Linked DNA regions of Sus scrofa: region 1 is linked to region 2. The links are chromatin contacts, called in public HiChIP or PLAC-seq maps. All regions are on one chromosome and are shown on one strand. The core of a region is the stretch at or near the end of the contact, and the rest is flanking DNA. Distances in the headings are between cores, read along the strand shown. Region 1 holds the start of HPS3 (HPS3, biogenesis of lysosomal organelles complex 2 subunit 1). Region 2 holds the start of GYG1 (glycogenin-1).

The links. HiChIP or PLAC-seq counts read pairs in DNA pulled down with a chosen protein or histone mark.
Region 1: a contact with region 2 is called in an H3K27ac HiChIP or PLAC-seq map of alveolar macrophages. The contact joins the promoter of HPS3 here to the promoter of GYG1 in region 2. A contact is called at or near these places in 1 of 47 Hi-C or Micro-C datasets (embryonic fibroblasts) and 1 of 2 datasets of contacts at active chromatin or transcription factors (alveolar macrophages).

What each region holds. Positions count from the first base shown.
Region 1 is chr13:89,359,282-89,363,556 of Sscrofa11.1, reverse strand. HPS3 (HPS3, biogenesis of lysosomal organelles complex 2 subunit 1) reads right to left here and starts at 2,609. Exons shown (of 17, transcript NM_001098588.1): 1 at 2,364-2,609. The coding sequence starts at 2,580.
Region 2 is chr13:89,219,429-89,223,525 of Sscrofa11.1, reverse strand. GYG1 (glycogenin-1) reads right to left here and starts at 2,440. Exons shown (of 7, transcript XM_021069597.1): 1 at 2,229-2,440. The coding sequence starts at 2,235.

The sequences.
Region 1 (4,275 bases), core at 1,360-3,859, 140 kb before region 2:
TGGCATTGGTGTACAAAGGCAGCTCATATTTTGGCAACAAAAGGGAAAAAGCTGAGAAGTATAAGACAAATTATCTGGATATCAGCACAGCTATCAAATCTGTGGATTGACAGAAAGTGTATCCAGACAAAGTTCAAGCTGAGGACTGAAAACTACCCTTGAGCTATCTGACTCATGTTAATGCCATATCACATGACTCCTAAACTTTAAGAGAGCCAACTGAATTACAAAAACATCTTTGTTTTTCAAGGCTTCACTACCACGCTACTCACTTGCTTACAGCAGCCAGTGTGGCTCCAGATCAGTGATTCTCAATCCTGACTAAACACAAGATCACCCCAATGCTGGGCCACATCCCAGGAAACTGACATTGTTTCTCTGAGGCTGTGGTTTTGGAATTGGTTTTTTAAAGCTCCCTCAGGTGACTCTTAGACACAAGTAGTGGCATCAAAGGATTCCCCCCCAAAACACCACTAACGACAAACAAAGCTAGAGGTTTACATAATGCCTGCCACTTCCAATTCTAGATGACATGTCCTTTCGGAAGAATGAAGCAAACCATGTAAACATAGTATCTGTCTGTCTATCCTCCCCACCCCCCAAAACACAAACACATACTAATGTTGAAACTGGTGAGTTTGCCACTCAATAGAGCTCTTAAAGGTGAGAATGCCTAACTCTAAAGAGGAGGTGGTAGTTCCCTGGTGGCTCAGCAGGTTAAGGATCCAGCACTGTCACTGCTATGGCTCTGGTTACTGCTATGGCTTGGTTTTCATCCCTGGCCCAGGAACTTCCACATACAATGGGCATGCCCACCTCCCAAAAAAAATTTTTAGGGCCACACCTGCAACATGTGGAAGTTTCTGTGTTAGGGGTGAAATTGGAGCTGCAGCTGCAAGGCCACACCAGAGCCACACCAGCTCCAAGCTGCATCTGATACCTACGCCACAACTTTTGGCAAAGCTGGATCCTTAACCCATTGAGCAAGGCCAGGGATTGAACCTACTTCCTCATGGATACTAGTTGGATTCTTAACCCACTGAGCCACAACGAGAACTCCCCCCCAAATTTTTTTTAAATAAAAAATGAAAAGGAGGTGGGATGGAGAAAACTACCACTATTGTGAAATGATTAGGAGAATAATACCAAAATCAAAATCTTCTGCTGAAAGAGAACTCACAGATCTAATAAGTGGTTTTCAAACTAGTCTGTGGACCTGCAGGCCCCTGCTGATGTAGTCATTTTTCAAAAAGAAAAAAAACAGTATAGTAAACTGCTTATAAAGCAAAGACATGTTTGTGGCTAAGTGTTTTTCCTTTTATAAATAATGATGACAGTAAATGGTAGGACTTTTTTAAAAAAATATATATCTTTACTTGACAAAACGAACAGTCGAATACTGTGTATAATAGCCCCAGTTTTTGCCGACCCAGAAAATTCCAAAATTTGGAAATCACTGATCTAATAGTCAACTTAGTGTTTTGTTTTTTTTTTTTTTTAATGAAAACTGAGACCCCAAAGTTTCTATAAACTCACACCCAACCAGTTACAGAATAGAGATTAGCCAGAGATCTCCAATCCTCTCCATTTTACTGGTAAGTACCAGAGCCACAGGCTTTTCCACCTAAAGACTGCAATTTACACATTTACAACCTTCTTTAAAATCAGGATTCAAATTTTAAGTGCAGTATTAGGCAGTTAAAAGAATCCTATGACGAATTCTTCTGTTATACAAAGAAGCACCTATTTTGAAATATTGGATTTTTCTAAAATAGCAGTATGCCCACACAGTACCCCCTTGATACTGCTTCACTTTTCTGATGGAAAAATACTGCATGCTAGCACCCTGTTTGGGTGAAAGGGGGTCTAAGATCTGAGCTCAACGTACACAGATTCAAAATGTAATGTAAACTTTCAAAAGTCGACAAGAGGTAGATAAAATGTATAGATGTAAAGGGACAGGCCATGAGTAGGCACAATTGTTGAAGAGGGAGCAAGTGGGGCGGTTCAAGAGAGTGTTCTCCCTACTTTTGTACGGACTTGTTTTCTATTCTAAAAGAGGTCTATTTGGTTTGGTTTTAAGTGTCTGGGTTGAGTGGAATCCAGCCACCCAACCAAGGGAATTTCCCCTGAGGGCGCCAGAAGAGGAGTAACTATCAGCGTCTCCCTCCCTCCAGACGCTCACACCTGTGGTTGCCAGGACAACCGCACAGCTCGGCACACCTTCCATTAGCCCCCACCTGGCGAGAACCTCCGCAAGCACCAAGTCCCTTCCCCACCCAGAGCTGTCGGCGTCGCTCGGTGCTCTAGAAAGGAGGCCCCAACCCGGCGCCCAAGAGCCCCCTGACCCCACCGCTGCTCACCTGCCTCACTGTAGGCCAGGCGTAGCACCCTGCCCAGCGTTGAGAAGGCGCACCTCGGCCGGCACAGCTCCTGCCCCGAAACGGCGAACGCCTCCACCTTGCAGCCTGCTGCCACGAACAGCGCATCACGTCCGCCACCGCAGAACTGTTCAGGCTCCAGTTTGCAGGGCACCACCTGCTGCGACCCGAACGGGTGCAGGTTATACAACTGCACCATCTCGGCGACCGGCTGCAGGGCCCCCGGCGGTGCTGGCTCCTACCAGCCCACCCCGCGGGGCGCCGGGAGACCCGCGCGGCGGCCGGAGACCCCGCGCGGGCAGAAGAGGAGGCTGTACCACTTCCGCGAGCGTTTGCACGGAGCCAAGTCACGTGAACACCAGCTGGGCCTGCCTTGGGCTCCGATTCTTAAAGAGACCTCAGCTGGGCCAAGAAGAGAGGTCGCGCCGCAAGGCGCCGCCCGCGGCCCTGCCCCACGGGCTCTCAGGCCCTTGGCTTCTGACCCAGCGGCTTAGCGCCGACTGTGATTCTGCGACCAGAGGTGGTCGGGTGCAGGGACTGATACGTCCTTCGCTTCATCTTTTCACACTACTGCTATGGGCTAGGTGAGATTTTTAGGCCCTTGACTACATTTAAACGCTTGATCATTTGCTCTCATGTACCATTTTGTACTTGCTTCAGGGTCATCACTTACGTTTCCCCAGTAGCCTGTGATCTTCTGGAGGATAGGCCTGCAAAAACCGAAGTGGCATGCGCAACTCAGCTCCAGACTAAACACGCAGGAGTTGCTCAGAAATACTGGAAATTTCAATATATATATTTGCTGAAGAATCATGGATATCCTCTAATGCACTACAACTGTTTGACCCCAGAGGACAGAAGGACTGACTAGGGGTCTCCCTCCACTGTTACTAAAACTATCCTGTAATCTGTATTCTGTATCTATTCCTGACATCTCAATGTGGAGATGTAGAAAAAAGATTTAGATGAAGCAAGTATTGGAGCTACTTTTTCCAGTTCATCCAGAAAAAAACCTAAGTATGGACTGAGGGTCGCTGTCTTACTTTTGACACGCAGGGTCCGAACCTAAAAGAAAATGCAAAATTTCCTCATGGCCCTTTCTTAGAATTTACAAATTAGATGCAAATGGATTGAAGTTCATTAAACTTCTCTACCTCCACTTCCTAAGCCCTTTAGATGAATAAAATTCCCATAAGTAATATCCTTTTCTTCATCCAACCAATAGGGAGTCAGTTCAATAGGGAGTGAACTCAGCGAGGCCAAGAAGTGAACAAAGAGATTATTCTTGTCAGCCAGCTAGGGCGAAAAATTCAAAAAAGCCTCATACAGGAAACAACCAACCTAACACAGCTGACAACCTATTCTTTTAGGTACAATGCTAATGAATACCCCCTTCTCCACCAACACCTGTGTTATTATCTTCTTTCGATTATTTTTCTCCTTCCAGACTGAAAATTATAATTTTAGTACTAAATTAAAATTTCAAGACTAAAATTACAATTTGCTCAAAGTCTGGAACCCCAGCCCCTTCTAGAGATAGCCACTTCTCCCTTCACTTGCACCTGGCTCATCTAAGATTCTTAGGGACTAGACATGCTAGCCAAGAGAAGGTAGAGGATGTGCCTGGTTTCCATGTTTGTCAGGAGCTGTCTGTTGGTATTCCTGTTACAAATACAGGGACAGCGGTAGGCACGCCCTCATTTCCTTATGGGAGGCTGGCTTAGTTGGCTAGGGCAGACATAACTAGAATAGATGCCTTAAACAACAAATTCCCCCCTACACACACACACAGTTCTGGAGGCTAGAAGTTCAAGATCAAGGTATCTATAGTTCTGGTTTCTCCTAAGGCCTCCCTCCTTGGCTTGCAGCTGGCCACTGTCCTAATTCATGAGGG
Region 2 (4,097 bases), core at 1,191-3,690:
GCCCCAATGCCCATTTTAAGAATGGCTCAAGATCATTCTTTAGCAGGAAATCTTTGGCAACCTTCAAGAGGGTGTTTGAGCTATAAAAATTCAACCCATTTTAGAGTCCAGACATGCTAAATTCTCAGACTAAACAGTAGTTTAACACCCAGAGGGTGAACCTCAGGCAATTAACAGGCAATAATGAAGAGATCAAGAATTGCATTTTCTGTTTCTCCTGTTAAGGTACCATAGACAGTATTTTCAGCCAAGCACAAATCCAGCCAACAGCCTCCAATGAAAGCATCTGAAAGGAGAGGCTATATTCTTCATTCTGGTGCTTGTATCTGCCAAGCCTCAGGCTCTCTATACTGTTTTATCAACCTGGAGCAAAGACTTCATGGCCACCCAACCACCTCTCAAGAGTCACTCTGAGCCTCTCTCAGACCTCACCTCCCCCAAGAGGTCTTCCCTTCTTGATGCTTCTATCTAAAGAGTGGTTTACTGCTGTTAAATAGATTCAGGGAGCACCTCACAAGCTCTAGCAAGCCAGCCTCCTTCTCCTTGGAGAAGCAAGCAGTACTCCCTACCCTGTACCCTGGGGCCTGCCAACTAACTCTCTCTTACACACACACACACACTCAAAACTCAATCTCCAATAATCAGTTAACTGAAGGCAAACACATGGCTTATTCTTCCTCCTGGACAAACCCCACCCTCCCCAGGTCACCAGCCCAGCCTTTAGGATTTCTCTAGTCGTTCCCTGGGATGATTCTAGGGCACACTCCATCTCCAAACATTAACGTTAGCAAGTTGAGAGGATCTAAATGAACAGGATGCTGAGGATCAAGCTCTGGTAGGGCTCATTTGGGGTACCACTGCCCAAAACAGGAGTTGGGACATTTTGTCATGAAGTCACTCTCTGTCTTAGGTTTTCTCATTCTTTGTCCATTTTCCAAAGTGAAGGCTAGAAGCAGTGGAAATTCCATTGAGAAGTGAAGGGAAGTGAGAGGTTATCAAAGTGGGCCAGCACACCCCCAGCTGCGGATATGAGGGCCATCTTCACGCATAGCACTGGACTCTCCGCTGAGCTGTAGAAAGACTGGTGTTCCCCAACACTGGAGGGCCACCGGCTCGAGGAAAGCTCAGGACAGGGTCATCAGTCCCTTGACATACCCATCAACCTCTGCCTGTACTTGTTCCTTCAACCCATCACAAAATGGCAACATATCAGTCAGCCTGCCCCAAGGGTACTTAATCTGGGGCATAATGATGTTTTAATACAAAAATGGTCCTGATTCCAGGAGATCATGGGGAAAAGTTTAATAAGGTAAGCAGGATTCAAAGATTTCAGGAACCAGGGATGCGGATGATTGCCCAAATGAAGCAGGACAAATGCTGAGAAGCAGAAGCTAAATCGCCAGACCTAGCAAAGGAACAGGAAAGACTAATGACAGCTGAGTAGGAGTTCACCTTTTTAGAGAAGGCCGAACTCTGAGATACATCTGCAATCCTTCTGCAGTTCAACTGCTGCAATAACCCCGCTATCAGCCTCAAGAGCACGGGAAGGACTAGTTACTTCGGGGCCCCCCGGTCCTTGGGGGCAGATTCGCCAAGCGAAACCTTGCAACAAGTGAGCCGACGCCCTCCCACCGCACAGGGTCGGCTTCGCGGGGGCGCTCGCCGGGCTCCGGCTTCCCGCAGCCCAGCCCCAAAGGCCTAAAAATAGGCTCGGTGTGGCGGCCAGCGCCGGGGCGGGCGGCAGAGGAGCCGAGCCGGGGCCGCCCGAGTCCCCTTCTCGCACCGCCCCTTCCAGGGGTCCTTGCCCGCGGGCGGTGGGGGCGGCGCCCCAGGACCCCGGTGCGCTCGGGAGCTCGGGACCGGCGCCCCCAGGAAGCCAGCTCCCCACCCCCACGCACCCCGCTGCAGCTGCTCCACCCGCCCTTCACGGTGATCGCAGGAGGAAGGGCAAGGAGACGGAAGCAGGAACGGGGGCTGCGGCGGAGGGCCCAGGCGCTGCCTGGCGCGCCCCGAGGTCTGGACGGCCGCTCGGGCCCCTGCGGTGCGGAGCAGCTGCCGACGCAGGAAGCGACACACCCGGCTGCGGCCAGCCTGCAACTTTGCGGCGGTCCCCGTCCTGCCTGGAGCTCCCCGCGGCGGAGGGGCAGGCGTCCGGGGTGAAGGGGCCGCGCGGGGCGCGGAGCCCGCGGTCCCGGGGCTGCTGCGGCGGTGGGCCGCGCGGCGCGTACCTGTCATGGTGCTCCCGGGCGCGCCGGCGGCCGCCGCAGCCGCAGGTTGGTGACTGGAGAAGCCAGGCGCCGAGAGGGAGTGCTGCCAGCAAGGAGGCGCGGCTGGAGCCTAGCGTCCGCCCGGAGAGTTCTTATAGCGGCCGTCACGTGGCCGCGCACGCTCCCGGCGCCCGCTGGTATCCTCCCAGAAGAGCGGGCGGCTGGGGAGAGGCGGCCCCTGGGCTGCGCGACCCAGGTCATCACCAAACCCTTCCACCCCTGGGCCTGGGCTCCGGGTCCACCTCCCCAGCCCGCCTGGTCCCGGTCCTTATCCCCTGGGGCACCTGCCTAGGACCACTGGCTTCCGTGTCCCACATGAACCAGGCTTGTGGAGGGGGATTTGGGGGCGGAGTGTGGCATCACTGGGACAGAAATCCCAAAGAAATCGCGTTAGGGAATCTTACAAAACAAACAAGAACTCCACATCAGTCTAGTTAGGATAATTCACCTGAGTTGCTTGAGTTAAACATAAAGTTTAATTCCACTTTTTTCACCTAGAATTCCAAATCAACCTCTGGGGGCATTTCTTGGTGTTCTCACAATGGTTTTGAGGCCTTAACCGAAAAACAGAATAAATCCTCAGTATATTAGATTCTTAGAGTCCTCTGCCTCACTTAGTTTCATTTAATTCTCTGGTTAATTCAATGAACTGGGTTCTATAGCCTTATTTTACAGATGAGGAAACAGGCACAGAAAAGTTAAATTACTTGTCTATGATCATATCATGTACATGGAGAAGGTAGGATTTGAACCATAGCAGTTCCTTACAAAAGTGACCTTCTCACAGCAAGGCCCTGACATATACTGACTGGTACCCTAAAGCTTAGTAAATTATGGTAAATGTAGTTGGGTAATACAGTTGTTTAGGTTTATCTGTTTCACAAAATGTGAAAAGGTGAATTTGTCATTTTTTCCGGGAAGTTGAGAAATAGCTCACTGATGTGATTACACTTTTCTCCCAATGTCTTCCATCCAGCCCAAACACACTGGGAAAGCAGCTGCTGGTACAATTCTCTGCAAACAATAGTTGCTCAGTAAATGCTGAATAGAAACCAAACAGGAAGTTGACAAAATCAGGTGAAAAAATGAAATCAATGCTGTAGAAGATGATTTGTTTGTAAAGGTGGTATTGCATTCTCAAACCAATTCTATCACTGTGTCTTTAAGTGTAGGCCTGGACCGCCTGGATCAGAATCACTTGGGGGCACTTATTAAAAATGCGAATTTTTTGGTCCCAAGCCCAGACTCCTGAATCAGAATCTTAATGTAGAACCCAAGAATCAGCATTTTAAATGCCACCCTTTGGGAAACTGTCTTGAATCTTTTCCCTCACCCCCACCATGGCATGGAGACCACTGAATCACTTGGGAAGACTGCCTGGTTTCTGGGTATTGTAAACTTCCTTTGCAGGAAGTGGAAATGTGGGGGTGAAGGTGCAATGGATGAGTTTGCACTTATTCAAAGCCTGTAGGCTTAGAAGAGTTGGAGCTCTTTAAGGAATATAAAGGCTATATTGAATTCCACCTACGTGGGGAGGGAAAAACAGAGTGGTGCTTCCAGGTCTGAGTTGCTCTTTTCCATATTGAGAAGTGGACCTGAATGAATGAGGTTTCCATCTTTCAACCAGGAACACTCCTGCCATCAGTGACCCTTAACCACATGTTGCTGTAAGCCTAGTTTTCCAGGCGGGGCTTCTGCAGGGTATGGTTCTGGGGCCAAAAGAGTGTAGCCTGGAAGAAGGGCTAGGGACAACAAGAACTGGCAAGCTTCCCTTAGGAACTGACTCCTTTCTGCCCCACCCCCTAGCATGGTTCAGTAAAATCAATTAGC